Regions from separate parts of the Capsicum annuum genome. Here region 2 is linked to region 1. Evidence: chromatin contacts called from public Hi-C data. All regions are on one chromosome and are shown on one strand. Each heading gives the region's core, a stretch centred on a gene start, on an enhancer-like site or on the middle of the called end of the contact. The rest is flanking DNA. Distances are from core to core; before and after follow the strand shown. Region 1 holds the start of LOC107879800. Region 2 holds the start of LOC107839536 (glutathione synthetase, chloroplastic).

Region 1 (7,677 bases), core at 3,503-6,002:
ATAATTATTAGAAGTTTATTTTACTAAATTTACTTTATTAAGTATACGTTAAAGCTTAAATTTGGTTTTAGTATTTCATATATTTAATGATAAAAATAATATTAGAAAAAAATAATAAATCTTTCTGAATTTATTAAAATAAAAAAGTTAAAAGAAATATTTTTTTAATATAAAATTTCAATACAGAATAAAATTTATTCACTTTTTTAATTATATTAATTATTATGAATTATTTTCTTAGTAACTTACTTAAATATATTAGATTTAAAATTTTTTATAATCCTAATAAAAATAATGCACCACTCAAATTGGGAAATGAAAATGAAAATACATGGGAGATTAAATGAAAAATACAAATGAGAAATAGATGGAAGGGCCACGTGTTGATATTCGTCAAATATGAAAGTTAATGGGATGGCAAGGTCTATAATTACACATAAAAATATGAGCTTGTTTTTAAATTTTTGGTGCGGTCCAACTAACCAACACAAAAGACAAAGCAACTTGATCTTGCAAAATTTTAAAATGACTTTAATACCTTTAAAATTAAATTTAATGTCAATAAATTGACATGTTGAAGTCACTCTTCTAATATATAGAATATGATTGATCTTTAATTTACCCTTATATATGACTTAATTTGTTCGATATAAGTTGAGAGAAATATTAACTTGCTCCACATAAGTTCGGCAGGAATTCCGTTATGCAGCATAATTGTGTAGTTTTTCGATTACCTGATGTGTTCGGTGCATAAGTTAAAAGAATTGTTGCCTCGCACGGCATAGATTCTATATAAATTAAGTTATGTTTTTCTTGAGGGGCAGATCTACAGTATTCGGTGGGGGTTCCAAGAAATCCCACCCGTTATCGTAAAATTTATAATTATATTAGAAAAATTTTCAATGAGTTTAAACATTAACGAGTAGGAACTCATAATAAAATAATAGGATAACTTAGTGGTAGGAGGAGCATACTTGAGATGTATGCCATGCTACTATCTTGGTAATTTTTTTTCAGCTTTATTATTGGGAACCCACAAGTTTGAAATCTTAGATCCGTTTCTGTTTTTCTTGACCTAATTTACTTGACTTATTTTTCCAGTTTTATTATTGGGAACCCACAAGTTTGAAATTTTGAATCCGCCTCTATTTTTCTTGACCTAATTCACTCGACTTAAGTTCAGAGAACTTTGACCTTAGAAGGCATAAATTTTGAAGGAATTAAGTTTTTTCTTTTACAACATAACTTATGTGGGTTCTAAAAATAATTTTCTGTCTTACTCAACATAAGTTATGTAGGAATAAATTAAGTGGTATAAAATATAACCTGTTATGCCTTTTATGACATAATTTGTGGATTCTGAAATTGAATTATTGCCTCGCTCCATAACTTTGTTAAGTCTTTTATGACATACCTTCTGGGATATTACTTATAAACTTATAGTCGGCGAAAAACTATTTGTTATTTGTGGAATGACCCTTTTGTTATTACTGGTGTGGAGGCCTCTAGTTTGTATTGAATGGAATATGATAAAATAGCCTTGGAGTATATTCTTGGACCAAGAATCATGATGCCATAATTCACTAAATATCTACAAGGGCCAAGGGGTCCATCACAAAGGAAATTTCTATGAATTTGCTTTGATGTTTATTCTTCTTATTATGATGATTGGAAGTGTCAAGTATTATAGTGTCATTTTCTTGTTTATGTCCTTTTCAATTACTTTTGGAGGTCTATTTTTTTAGACCCACACAGTTGTCACACCAGCTCAATAATTATTGTCCACAATTAGTGTCACGTTTGGCTTCATCTCTGATTGCTGATAATATAATTATTAATGAGCCAAAGTTTGGGTAGCATGCATTTCCCCATTTTTTACGTACTATTTCAAATCTTTCCACCCAATTACTTCTTCTGCAACTATACATCTGTCTAGTATTTGAACTAATATGATTATTTATATATTTCCCACTTCAATATCATTTTTGTCATGTCCTTTTCTTACACAAAGCAAATTTGAACATATCTTGCTCTTGTGGATTCTATCACACAATATTCATGCCCTAATAATTAATAAAAGCCCAATGGTTGGTACCAGAAAAAGGTTACTGTATTATGAAGTGTCAATCGATAATGATATCAAAGATAATAAATCAATTACAAAGTGAGTATCTCTGTCACAATAATTAAGGTAAAGTGATTATAATGTCATATTAGCGATCATGCGATGAGAGTCCAATTTTTATAATATCAATATATTATTGAAAACGCAATTCAAATTATTTGTTTTGTAGATAATAATGGAATAAAATATGTACCTAGCTAGTATCTGGATCAATTATAGTATATCATTCTTTCTTTAAATTTAGGATAAAGGATTATATTAAATTTATCTTGAATTGTTGTGAATATATCTTTGTCATTATCAATAAGGATGGAATTTGCCTCTGAACTACGTGAAAATTCATCTTTATTTTCAAAACAGGAGATAGATTTAAACCAAATATAGATGTAAGTTTAAAAACAAATTTGACCCTTTTAAGTCTTCAATCATATTAAGCCGCCTTTGTTCATCAACAAGTTGGCCCTTTATGCTTAAATTTAGACTAAAAACCCCTTGCGTAATTCTAAGAGTTCTTCTCAGGAGGATTGATATTGCCGTTATTTTGAAGATTTTTTTCCTAAAAAATAAAATATACTATCTGATAAGGGTGTGCAAATCAAGCAAATACTAAAAAAAAGAAGAAAATTCATCGCCGCCAGACCCATCTCATAATGCTTCCGTATGAAATCTGCCACAAAAATCTCTCCCCACAACTGGAAATTACGTCATAGTAGTATATTATAAGAGTACCAGTTTTAACTTAAAAGTTTTTCTAGTACAGCACTAGTAATTAGTAACTTTTAACAAATAAAACAAATACGTATTAGTACGTTCATTACTGTTTATGGTACAAGTACAACTTGTGCTTCAACTGAAAGTTCCAAATTTAGTATTCTTAACCAAAAATAATTCTTGGTTTTGTCTGTCACGTAGGTACTGTAATTTGTTTTCAGAAAATTTAGGTAACTGATTATTCTCTTCTCTGTCCCCTCCCTCCCCTGATACTCCTCAGTCGACACATCACACAATTTACTGCTCTGTTGCAGCAATACAGAATCCCAATGCTTTTTTTTATTTATTTCCCCAACTCCTAGCAATTCGAGGCCCTTAATTTCACTGCCTGCAGCTTCTTATTTCCAAACTTCATTGGGTCCTCATTTTTACAATTTCTTAGATTCCCCTGAAATGGCAGAGTACTGTAAACGGATTCACATGGATGGCCATGTCGTCTTGGTCCCTACTGCATTTAATTTAAATAAAACTAATGTCCAATTTCTCATTTAATTATTATAATTCACCTAGTTGTTACACAGCGTTGCCTCCATACATGTAGATTATCATGGTGTCTGCCGTAGCATCTCCGATGACAATCTCTACTTCCTCCACGTGTCACCGGAAACTTCCACTCCGCAACATCTTCTTCTTCCTCTTCATCATCATTTTCTTCATCTGTTTCAATTACTTCCTCTTCATCGTCTAGACGTTCCTCTGTTTCCGCGGGAAAATAGTAATTTTCGTCTTCTTCTTCGAGGTTGCGAATAAAATGCAATCTCAACCGTCCATCTTGGCGGGAAGCACGGAGAGTTTCAGGCCGATCAATTTTCACCTCGGTCAATTCTAACCGTCCATCTTTCCTCACCGCACGCATGAAGAAATTGGGCTTTCCATCTTGGCTCAACGACGATAATGGCGGCGGAAACTCCTTCTTCTCTTTCTTCTCCCCAAAATTACTACTTCTTTGCCAGCACCTTGAATTAGTCCCAGACATATTACTAGTACAATTATTTGATTTCCTAGCAAACAAACCTAGTTCTTCGATATGATCAATTTGATCATCTACTGTCCTCTCATCAGAACTCTCAAAACCAAGACTCTCTGTACATGACATTAGTCCATCAACACTCCCGCCGACTTCATCTAAGAACCCAATTCCGCCGGGATCTTTCTTCGCCACAGCAGCTGGCGGTGTCATGTGGCCGGAGTCGACGTAACTGGTAGGCTTTTGAGTGTCAACTGCAGAGATGTCGCCGCCGATTGATGGGGTTGTGAGAATATTTATACGGGGGGTGGAAAGGTCCATCAGGGTTCCATTGTCTTTGGAATTTGATACACACAAGAAAGGGTGGACTTTTTTATTACAAAAGCTCGTCATCATAATGGTAGTATGTCTTTTGAGCTTAGCTTGCAAGATTGGATATATATAAGGGCTTTGAGATTTTTTTTTTCTTTTAAAAATAATTTTTGTAATGAATCTACTCATCAATAGCCTTAAACTTGTTCCGAGAATTCAGACCCAATTTTTTATTAGACACTTCAATATTAAAGAACATGTACTATTAAACATTTATGTGTGGTACAAAAAGTGTTGTGCACAAAAATCTTCTTCTTTTTCAGTTATATAAATCTCGAAAAAAGTATCATACATAAATCTCGGAATAAATAAGATGGTGTGACGTTTTTCTTATTTATTTCATTTAAAAAAGAAATTCTATCCCTCCCTAACTCAACATCTTTATCCTCATGACCTATACTTTGTGCCTTTCATGTCTAGAGCAGTCAAAGTTATGTTGGGCCGACTAAGTTCAACTCGTCTTTTGGTCGGAGTGAAGAAGTTTTTTTATTCGATTTGAGTAAGCATGCATGTTGATTAAGTGAAGCTTCAATGAACTAGATTGAACAGGTTTATATCTAACAAAATTATTTTTTGTGAGGTTATATTTAAGATATTTGCAAAAACTAATAATGATTTCAGATTAAGGTTATATAATTAAGTTTTTACTTGAAGTTGAATTTAATATGTATTGTATCAAAATTATTGCAATTTATTGATAGGCATAGGAGATTTGAGTAGCGAGTATATGCTAACGCCATATAAATATTATCTTGCAAATATTTATATTAATTTTTTTATTTTTTTTTTTGAAAATTATAAAATACATTTTTTAAGAATAACGGATTGGGCTTGGTCGATGCAGCTTGGTATCCACATAATCATAAATTGGAGGGGCAGTATTTTAAGGTCCTCACACTATAGATAAGAGAAGGATGTCATGTGATGTATTACATATTTTTAGGGCAGGGCAATGGAAATGGCAACGAGACTCACTCGACAACAACTTGTTCAATTTATTAGCCACTATTTTTCTTTAATTTAATGTCTCTACCAATTCTTGGTGTAAAACAACTACTACCTTATATTCAGCATGGAAATTTGCGAGTTTCTTTATAAAATATTATCTAAAAGATGATGACGACCTAATATATACTAAGAATTTTTATAGTAATAATATTATATATAACAAAAATTTATTTCCTCCGTTTCATTTTTAGTTGTCCCTCTTATTAAAAATAATAGCTTTAATTTAGTTGTCCAATTTATGAAGTTAAGAAAAGTTTATCATGTTCTTTCAATATTACCCCATCATTTAGTGACTACATAAAATATACAAATCTGTGTGCTTTCCCCTGCTTTCCTCTGCTTTATATTACTTATGGGTGCCGTATTTATGTTATGTAATCTGCTTCTGTGGTGCACTATGTGTTTGTGTGGTATCTCGTGCCTTGAGTCGGGGGTCTATCGGAAACAGCCTTTCTACCTCATTAGAGGTAGAGGTATGGACTGCGTACATCTTACCCCCCCAGACCCCACTAGGTGGGAATACACTGGGTTTGTTGTTGTTGTTGTTGAAACTGTTTGAATATGCTATATTTTAAATTGAGGGTTCATTAAAAACAATCCCTTTATATTTACGTGGCAAGAGTTAGGTCTGCATAGTCTCTATCCTCTTCAATTCATACTTATAGATTTAGTAAGCGTTTGACCATGAAAATTGAATTTTTTTGAAAATGGAATTGAAATTAGAGTTGGAGTTGTGTTTGGCCATGTCTTTTTGAAAAGAAAAATATAGACTTTTGAAAAAAAAAAATTAAATATAATTTTATATCCCCAATTTTTAAAAAACTATCAAAATCACCCAACTAACTAACTTATCTACTAACATACAACCAAATGTAATTCTTTCAAACTAGTTTAATGCCTTTAAAGCTATAATAGCTTTGAGTTTGAAGCACAATCCGACAAATTATTATACCCTTTGTTGCATCAAAATTCCATTTGGCTGCATGAACCAAACTGTTAATTCAAGTTCTTAAAACGTAACCTTGTTGTTAAAACTAGAAATAGAAAGAAAATCACAGGTTTTCGAAGAATAGAAACGAAATTGTCACTCATTAACAAATTCTCTTGAAACCTCCAAATGTTTCCTGATATAAACAACAGGAACTGTAAAACAAATGAAATCTTGATTCTTTTTCAACCCACGTAGCCACAGCAAAATTGGTGGTTAGCTGAAGTTAAAGAGGATATTTTTGTAAAAAAATTTAAAAAATTGTGGTTATATGTAATAATAACAAAAGTTGAAAATGAAATTGGAGAAAAGTAAAAACAACAAAAACTTAAAGGTCGTTTAGTCATAAAAATTATTCACTTTTTTTCGAAATATTTTTTCACTTAATAAAATTTGTGGTGTTTGGCCATAGAAATTCCAAAAACAATTCCAAATTTGTTTTGTGAAAAGTGAAAACAACTTTTTGTTGTTTTCACTTTTTTTCCAATTTCAATTTTTATTATTTCTACATATAGCCCCAATCTTTTTTAATATTACACAAAGCCTATTTTTTTTAATATAACTCCAATTGTTAACTGCCTATTTTTCTTTGCCCATTACATAATACTTACTCATCAAGAAATATGTACAATGGTTTACTATCTTGCCTATTAACTTCGTACAAATGCTTACTTGTTTGGATCAATTTGAAAATCTTGTCTTGCTGGTATGGTATACAAGATGTACCAAATCTTGTCTTGTTTGGATCAATTTGAAAATTTTGATTTCGTTTTTTTGAATTTCGATTTCAAATTTTAGAAATTCGATTAAACGGTTCGATTTTTTATTTTCCAAAAAAATGGTTAAATCGAAAAATCGAAATCAGTATAAATAATGTTTTTTGGGTTATTTCATTTCATTTCATCCATGGTGAGTTATTTATATTTGGAAATGAAAAATAGGTTTGAAAAAAAATTATATTTTCTAAACAAAATCATCAATTTTAAATGTTCAGTCATGACAAAGAAAAACTTACTACTTTAATCTTAAAAATCGAAATAAAAATTAGAAATAACCGAACCGAATTTATAGAAACTGAATCAAATCAAATTTATTTCGATTTGGTTACGGTTGTCATTTTTGTCAATCCAAAAATTGAAAAACTGAATCGATATTAGACAATCAAGTCGAACAAATCGAATGTCCACCCTAGTTGTATTGTTATTTGGTTAGCTGATGTTACAAAAAGGTTAATACCATAACAAAAATTATTTGAATCTTTCTCATTGTTTAAGAATCACATTTGATTGTATGTTAGTTAGTAGGTAAAGTAGTTATTTGGGCAATTTTAATAGTTTTTAAAAGTTAGGGACATAAAATTACATTTAAAAAATACTTTTCAAAAGTCAAAAAAAAATCTTTCAAAAAATACATGGTCAAACACAACTCCAACTTCAATTCCAACTC
Region 2 (7,677 bases), core at 3,061-5,560, 450 kb after region 1:
TTAGAGATGCTTTCAAAAGATTTTGCAGGTAAGTAGATATCCATAAGACTAACTAAAAGAACCACAGACTGCCTTTTAACTGTTCAGTGATAATGATCAGGGCACGTTACCCTGAGTTAGGCATCCAAACAGTTCCATTTCAATTGGTTATCAAAAATAATTGTTTCTGTTTCACTTACAAGGAGAATGCAATGCCTTAGAATGTGGAGTTCATTAACTTTGTTTAAAATGTATTTACCCCCATGCCATGTCAAAAACATAACAGATATCATCATAAGTGTATGAATTAGGCTACTCTTATTTTGGGATCTGAGAACTACAGCCACTGAGCAGTGCTAAACAGCCCTTTCGCTTCCACCCTAGCATGTCCATATTTCTCTTACTTCTCCAATTGTATGTTCCCATTTCCCCCTCACCATCCCTATCTAAGCAATTTTGATTTAAAGTAATACCTACATAAAATAGGTAGATAACCTGTTCCATCCTCCCGCCAGCTACCATGCCCACAGTTTTTTACCAGAGAGATTCCCCCTTGGAATTGTTTCTTCCTTTTTCTTTTTTATAAGGTATTGCTTATTCCTTTTCTCACTTATGATATTTAGGAACTGGATAAAAATTGTTAAATGGCATAAGATTGTGCTCCATAAAGACACCAACATATGCATTGATCAGACAAATCAGGCCATGTTCACAAATTCATCTGTAAAGAAGACATCTGCCTTTAGTGATAGCAAATAGTGAAGTTACTGCACAACATACGGGTATGCATTTAACAGTAAGCCAATAGTTGCATAAACCATAATGTCAAGCAGCATAAAAGTTATCTTACAGATTCTGAATGATAGTCACTTGGTGCGTAACCAGCTCTAAAATAAACGACTGCAACAGCTTGACCATCTCTGCAATCCTAAACTCTTAAGCTTCCCATACAGAAACTGACAATGAACAGCTTTAACACTAAAATGTAATTTGTCAGAGAAGTTACATACACAACAAGAGTACCATCTTGTCGAAGCTCGCCAAGTGCATCAATTTCAGCTAGTGTCTTTCTGATAGTTGTAACTTGATGTGTGTTATAAGCTAAGGAAGCATCTTTAGGAGAAATTACAATCAAAAACCATCTCAGATTTACAACATTCTGCATTTTCGATACTTCAGACCAACATAATCTTAAGTGTCTTAAATATGGTTATCATCCTTTTATTAGATGCATGATATGTAAACATCTAATTTAAAGTAGGATATCTTTCTCTCAATGAAGCAGAAAGCCAATGCTGGTCATACATGTTGCGTTCTTCAGATTGAACCACAAACATAACTACAGCCCTGCAATATGTATTTAAGTTAGTACAGCTTCAAAGACCTTACTCATTCTAGGATTAAATAAAACGTCTCCCAAATCAAAATGACCTTGGATCACCATATTCATTCCAAGCTTTAGCCAATGCTTCAGCAAATTGATTTACGGCATTGTTTGTGGGAATTCTGTTAGGATCTAGGTCAATATGTTCTTTGTATAGTTGAATCAAGCTCCTGCAAATGACAGTTAATATCCGGCTTTAGAGGTGAAAGATCTAGATGTTTTACTATCTAAAGTTTTCAACATTTATACATGCATACACTGAAGATTTCATCATTAAAAAAAAAAACAAAAAAACAAAAAAACAAAAAAAAAAAATCCTTGGTAAAATGACAACAGTAGTTCTGGATAGTGACAACCAATGTAAGAGAATTCTTATAACACAACATTGACCCAACCATAGTGCAGCAGATTTTAATAGCTGCCTTTTTAGAACCCATGAAGTTTCTTGTTACTTGCTCCAGTTTTTTTCATTTTCTATAAGAACATTAAAATGCAATTCATTAGGTCAAAAATGAAAGTTTTACTACATAAGTTAACAGAGACTAGTTTTACCTGTGAAGCTCGCTGACTAGACAACCTAACCCTGGAAATGATGACGAAATTGTGTTAAGCTCTATTTGCAAAAGTAATTTAGTCTGCTCATCCAGCATATAGTCTGAGCGATGCAAACCCAAGCGTATTTCCTACATCAATATCATATCAAATCAAATAGAGATGAAGAAATACAGGACAAATTTCCATTCCAGATGATCAAATATGACAACATCTGAAGCAACAAGAAGAAATTTTTTTGTACTAAAAAGCAAATTGAGTAAAACCTAGTACAATGATAAAGGGGCAAATCAAAATCACGGTGATTGATATCATGTAATATATCAAAATCATGCATCAACCCAAAACAACTGAAGTGCAGACAGATGTAGTGCACACACATCACGAAATTAAAATTTTATGTATTATCAAGACGTACCTCTATCTTGTTGATTTCTAACATCTTGGAGTGGATTTCTAGCAGTCTGGAGGTGAAAGGATCAACTTTTTTTGTCCTGCAGTATAAAGCAGATAAAGATCATGCCAAATGTGACATTACAAAAAGGTCATGCCTGACGCGTTCATACAATTCCTTGTCCCTATCCAGAGGTATGTACATTCACGGAGAATAATATATGTAATACCAGAGAAATTGAACACAAAGCAAATTAGAAGCTTAGTCAGGATGGATTTCAAATAATACAACAAACCTAAGAATGGCTTTCCTACTTGAAACTGCATCCATAAAAGGATCATTAAATGGAGGCGGTCTTTCATGGTATTTGATCAATTCTTGAAAGAACTTCTACATGAACTTATATTGATCATTGGTAAGTTATGGAGTAAATTTGATCATCCAATGATTACTAACTTTCATAGGAACATAGCCGCAGGTCCTATTGACTTCCAAAATCAACATTCTATCACTAAAATTAATGAAATTTGTGATGTCAAAGGATCTTCAGTTTTCATTGATGTAAATGGCATAGGAGTATTCTTTTATGTAGGTAGCTCAGTATGTATAATTCTCTCTGTAAAATTAGACTGGTAGTAAAGCACTAACAGTGTGCATACTATGCCTATAAGCAGATCCACTATATTCAGTAATAAAATAATAACAACGACAATGCCACCAAGAACAAAATACAACAAAAGTTTTAGGAACAAAAGGAATTTGTGTAACATCATAATAGTTGAAGGAAGAAACTTGACTATAAATTAAGCACGGCATAGAGGAGGAAGAAACACTCAAGTAACAGGACATGGATGCTGTTTTAGTATGGCAGGAAGAACGACGTAAGTTGAGTCAAATGAGATCAATTTTACATTGACTGGACTAAAGGCATCAGAATGAAATTGTCTCCATTATTACACAAGAGATCACACAGAAAACTGTATCAAGTTCCACAGAACTCTAAAAGAACTACCATTATCTCTTCCAACTTACTAGAGAGTTGTTCTTGTGCATTCTGTTCCAGTACATGTTTCAAGTGATCAGTAAACACGGAAGCAATTATGTGCAAATAAGGAGAAAAATCACCAACCTAGACAGTGATTCCTGCAGAAATTCTCCATCCTGACTCACACGATCCACTAGTTCATTGAAAATAGGAGCAACTTCACAAGCTTGCTTCCAATGACTTTCAGGAAATGACATTGGTAACAAAGCAACTGGTGCATGAACCATACCAACACCAGGAACAGTTCCTGACTTCTTCAAATTTCAAAAGACACATACATCACAAGAAAGCAATAACACCAAACAAACTTCTTGATAAACACATGATAAATGCAAAATAAAGCACCAAACTTTAATCAAACAGTAAGAGAAATCAACAAAATCGGAGCTTTTTCTTTCTTTAAAGTATAAAAACGCAAGCCCTATGCAGTAAAGCCCGATCACAAGGCTCTACTTACATAAATACTGACCTCAGAATTTCTGTCACCAACAAGAAGGCCACGAAGAGAGCACCAGACAAGGGCATCATAAGCAAGATTCTGCACCAATTTTGGGTCGATATCATGAGGATCAACAATGGATTTCACAGAATCTCCCACTTGGGTCTGCATTTTGTGCACTTTAGAACACCTCAATAGGGATTTGGGTATGAAAATCTTAGAAGATTTAGGGAGATGGGGTTCCAAGAATCTAGCTGCTGAACAGAAATTTAAAGAGTTTGATTGTGATTCTTGGGGTTGAAAAGGAGAGGATGCACAAGAGAGTGCTAAGCAAGTGGTGCTGCCTTGTGAGATTGATAGAGAAGAATGGCCGCCCCCCATTTTGACATTCTTTGGACCCCTCTCCCTCTCTCTGTGTAATCGTCCAAAGTGGCCCTTTACAATTGGATGGCTGCTAAGTGCTAAAGAGAAGAGAATACAATACTGAATTTTTTTTTTAATAAAAGAAAAATATTATGGGACCAATTGGAAAAGAAGATGCTAGTACTATAAACTATCAATCCATCACTATACTAATTCGGTTGGTTTGACTCGGCTTCGAGTTCCCCTCAATATTTTTTTGAATCGAGTCTGTTGCACAGGACTTATCTAATGTAGTTTACATTTTTTGTGTGGTTTGCAGGCTATTACGCAGTTTGTGGGGGTTTATCCAATGCGCACGACGTGCTCATCCAAAGAGTCGAGACTGTGGTAGTGATTGTAGCCGCTTCGGGTTATCCTTGGTTAAAAGAAAAAAATTATGTATTGTCTCCAATCAACCCACTCTTTGATTGAACAACGGCAACATGTCCCTCAAGAACTAAAAAAATGATCATGACTATTTTTTTAAAAAAAAAAATTCTTTTTGTGAAGTTACTAGCAATTTCAACTCAAATCAAGATTGTTCTATGTGAATTGGATAATTGAGAAATATCTTTGGTTTCTCTAACTTGAGAAGGAATAATTCTAAATGTTGCAAATACAATTAAATTATGATGTCTATTTTGAATTTGAAGAATATGAGTGTTTTTTAATGTTATCAACAAAAAGATATGAGCTATGTTTCATGGCAATCCAAAATTATTACGTAACTCCTCCTGATTTTTTTCACCAACGAATTTTCATTATAAGTTATCTTACAGATTCTGCGTGATAGTCACTAGGTGCGTAGCCAGCAATAAAATAAAATAAAATGACTGCCACATCTGGACCATCTCTGCAATCCTAAAGCTTTTAAGCTTCCTACACAGAAACTGCCAATTTTACAGACTTAACACTAAAATGTATTTGTCAGTGAAGTTACATACACAACAATACCATCTTGCAGTGCATCAATTTCAGCCATAGCTGTAACTTGATGTGTGTCATAAGCTAAGGAAGCATCTTTAGAAAAATTACGATTAAAAACCATCTCAGATGATACAAGCTGTCTGCATTTTAGATACTTCCGACCAACATAATCTTTAAGGTGCCGTTTGGTGTGAGGTACTAAGACAAGTTATTCCGGGATAAAATAATAGTCCCGGGATAAATTTTTAATACACCATTTGGTTTGGCAATACTTGGGATAATTTATTCCGGATTAATAATAGTCCCGGGATAAGTTATACCACATATTTGGTGGTATAAGTTATTCCATCTTAATTTATCCCGGGATAAATTATAAAATGACAAAAATATCCCAAATTCATTACAAACACATTTCTTCAATCTTTTTCATCATCTTTAATTATTACTTTTGAAATTAAAAAAAAAATTTGATATCTACTTGATTATCTAAAACGTGTTATTTATGACAAATTAAAAAGACTAAAATATCTTATTTTGGAACGAAGGAAATATATGACTAAGAAAAATGAGCCTCTTATTAATTAAACTTTGCATTTTTTTCATTCCATTGCTTGTGAATTTTATAAACTTATACGCTATTTTCTTATATAAAGGATCAAAATGCAAAATTAACAAATTAAAAAAAAATATGTTAGATTCATACATAATAAGTATCAAAACTAGGTGCTATAATTTTTTATATATCCAACAAAATGTAGGTACTATAATTTTTTAAACATAGAAAAATGGAATTCAACATCAACTTTTTCGTTCCTAAGTGTTATTTTTGTGAATTGATAACACAAAAAGTTCTTACTATACAATGAAAAGATTAACTAAAGTAAGTAGATTTTATAATAATAATTACCATTCACTAGTAATCTATAAAATATTTTAACAACTATAAAGGCGTTGCCTAGTTTTAATACACATTATCATTTCACAATCGACTCTATTGTTCAATTACATATTTTAAATAAATAGTTTTTCAATAACTTGAAAATTGATATTGTATATATCAATTAAAATGAATTTTAATATTCTATATTATATGAGTAATATGTGTTTAAATGAAGTGACATAAACAACAAATCTTCTTTTACTTTAACAAACTTAGGTTGAAAGTTTTTAATTCAAACTAAATAAGATGTAGTAAGTTTTTTTTTTAAACGCACACGGTATAATCATGGGAAGACACATGCAAAAAAATTAAAGCCAAATAAGATGAAAGTTTTATTTTTAAAATACACACGATATAAATATGAAAATGCACACACAAAAAAATTAAGCTAAATAAGATGGAAGTTTTATTTTTAAGAATAAATATTTAAAGCTTGAAAACAAATATATATAAATAAAAAAGAAGTTAAATAAGATAGGGGTATTTTTGGTAATCAAATACTTTATTCTTAGAAATTATATCATGCATATTAATTTGAAAACAACAAACCAAACACTCAGTAAAAAATAATCCTAGCATAACTAATCCTATTATAACTTATCCCATCATAACTTATCCCAGCATAACTACATTATCAACCAAACGACACTTAACTGTCTAAAATAGCTGGGTTATATATCTTCCTTTTATTAGATCAAGATCGAGGTCCGCACTTTATAACCGGGGAAAAAGTTCCTAGCATACACAAGCAAATATTAAATAAGTAAATATGGCAAAATCAAATTAAACTCTATAAACCATTCCTTTCACTCTCTATAAAGTATAAACCATCCTTTTCTCAAAGGATTCACACGTTGAGGCCATAATTCAAATTTGCAAGCAATAAATATAATTGTTAGAACAAGAGGTCCATACATTATGTCTGAAAACAAACATTACAAAAAGGAAAAAAGTGCTTTGTATATAACAACATACCCACCCGTAGATATCCTACAAGTGAGGTAATTAAGATCCGAAGTGGTTAATTTATAAACTTTAGAAAAGTTGTTTCTAATACAAACTCAAACTCAAGCAAACATTAAATAACTAGTTTTTGGAGAAATCAAGCTTTCTCTATAAACGATTCCTTCTCGATCAAAGCTTCCTCCACGTTCAGGCCAAAATCCAAATTTTTCTTCGGATGTCTGGAATGTATAAGAGCTAAGTACCCCACATTGATGTGGCAATTCCCCGGGTGCATATAGTAGCAGCTCACGATCCGGAAACCTATATCGCGGTTGGGCTATAGCAAGACCATTGAATTATAAGGTACACAATACTATCCAAGATTCCTCGACACCATAGTTTTTCATCGCCCACAGCTTAAAAGAACCCAACGAACCATTAGTAGTATAATAGCAAAGCATTCCATCCAATAATGAAAGGCCAAAATCGGGTCGTAGGATTTGATTTTGCCCATATCGTCTAGCAAAGGTACATCTCCGTACACCTCATTTGAAATACTAAATGAAACCGTGTAAAGGTTTCCTGGTACCATCAAATCGCCAATCCAATGAAAAGCTCCATGTACATACATATACCAAAGGCTCCATAGGAATATGTCGACTTGGGCGAG

What was found. Hi-C and Micro-C count contacts between places; a contact is called where the count stands out from the background.
Region 2: a Hi-C map of leaf shows a contact between it and region 1, with 3 times the contacts expected there. The contact joins the promoter of LOC107839536 here to the promoter of LOC107879800 in region 1. A contact is called at or near these places in 2 of 5 Hi-C or Micro-C datasets (both in leaf).

What each region holds. Positions count from the first base shown.
Region 1 is chr8:152,004,788-152,012,464 of UCD10Xv1.1, forward strand. LOC107879800 reads right to left here and starts at 4,753. Exons shown (of 1, transcript XM_016726744.2): 1 at 2,892-4,753. The coding sequence starts at 4,364. The coding sequence ends at 3,399.
Region 2 is chr8:152,454,344-152,462,020 of UCD10Xv1.1, forward strand. LOC107839536 (glutathione synthetase, chloroplastic) reads right to left here and starts at 4,311. Exons shown (of 12, transcript XM_016683062.2): 1 at 3,824-4,311; 2 at 3,439-3,608; 3 at 2,334-2,409; 4 at 1,916-2,046; 5 at 1,411-1,533; 6 at 1,246-1,326; 7 at 990-1,070; 8 at 830-899. The coding sequence starts at 4,174.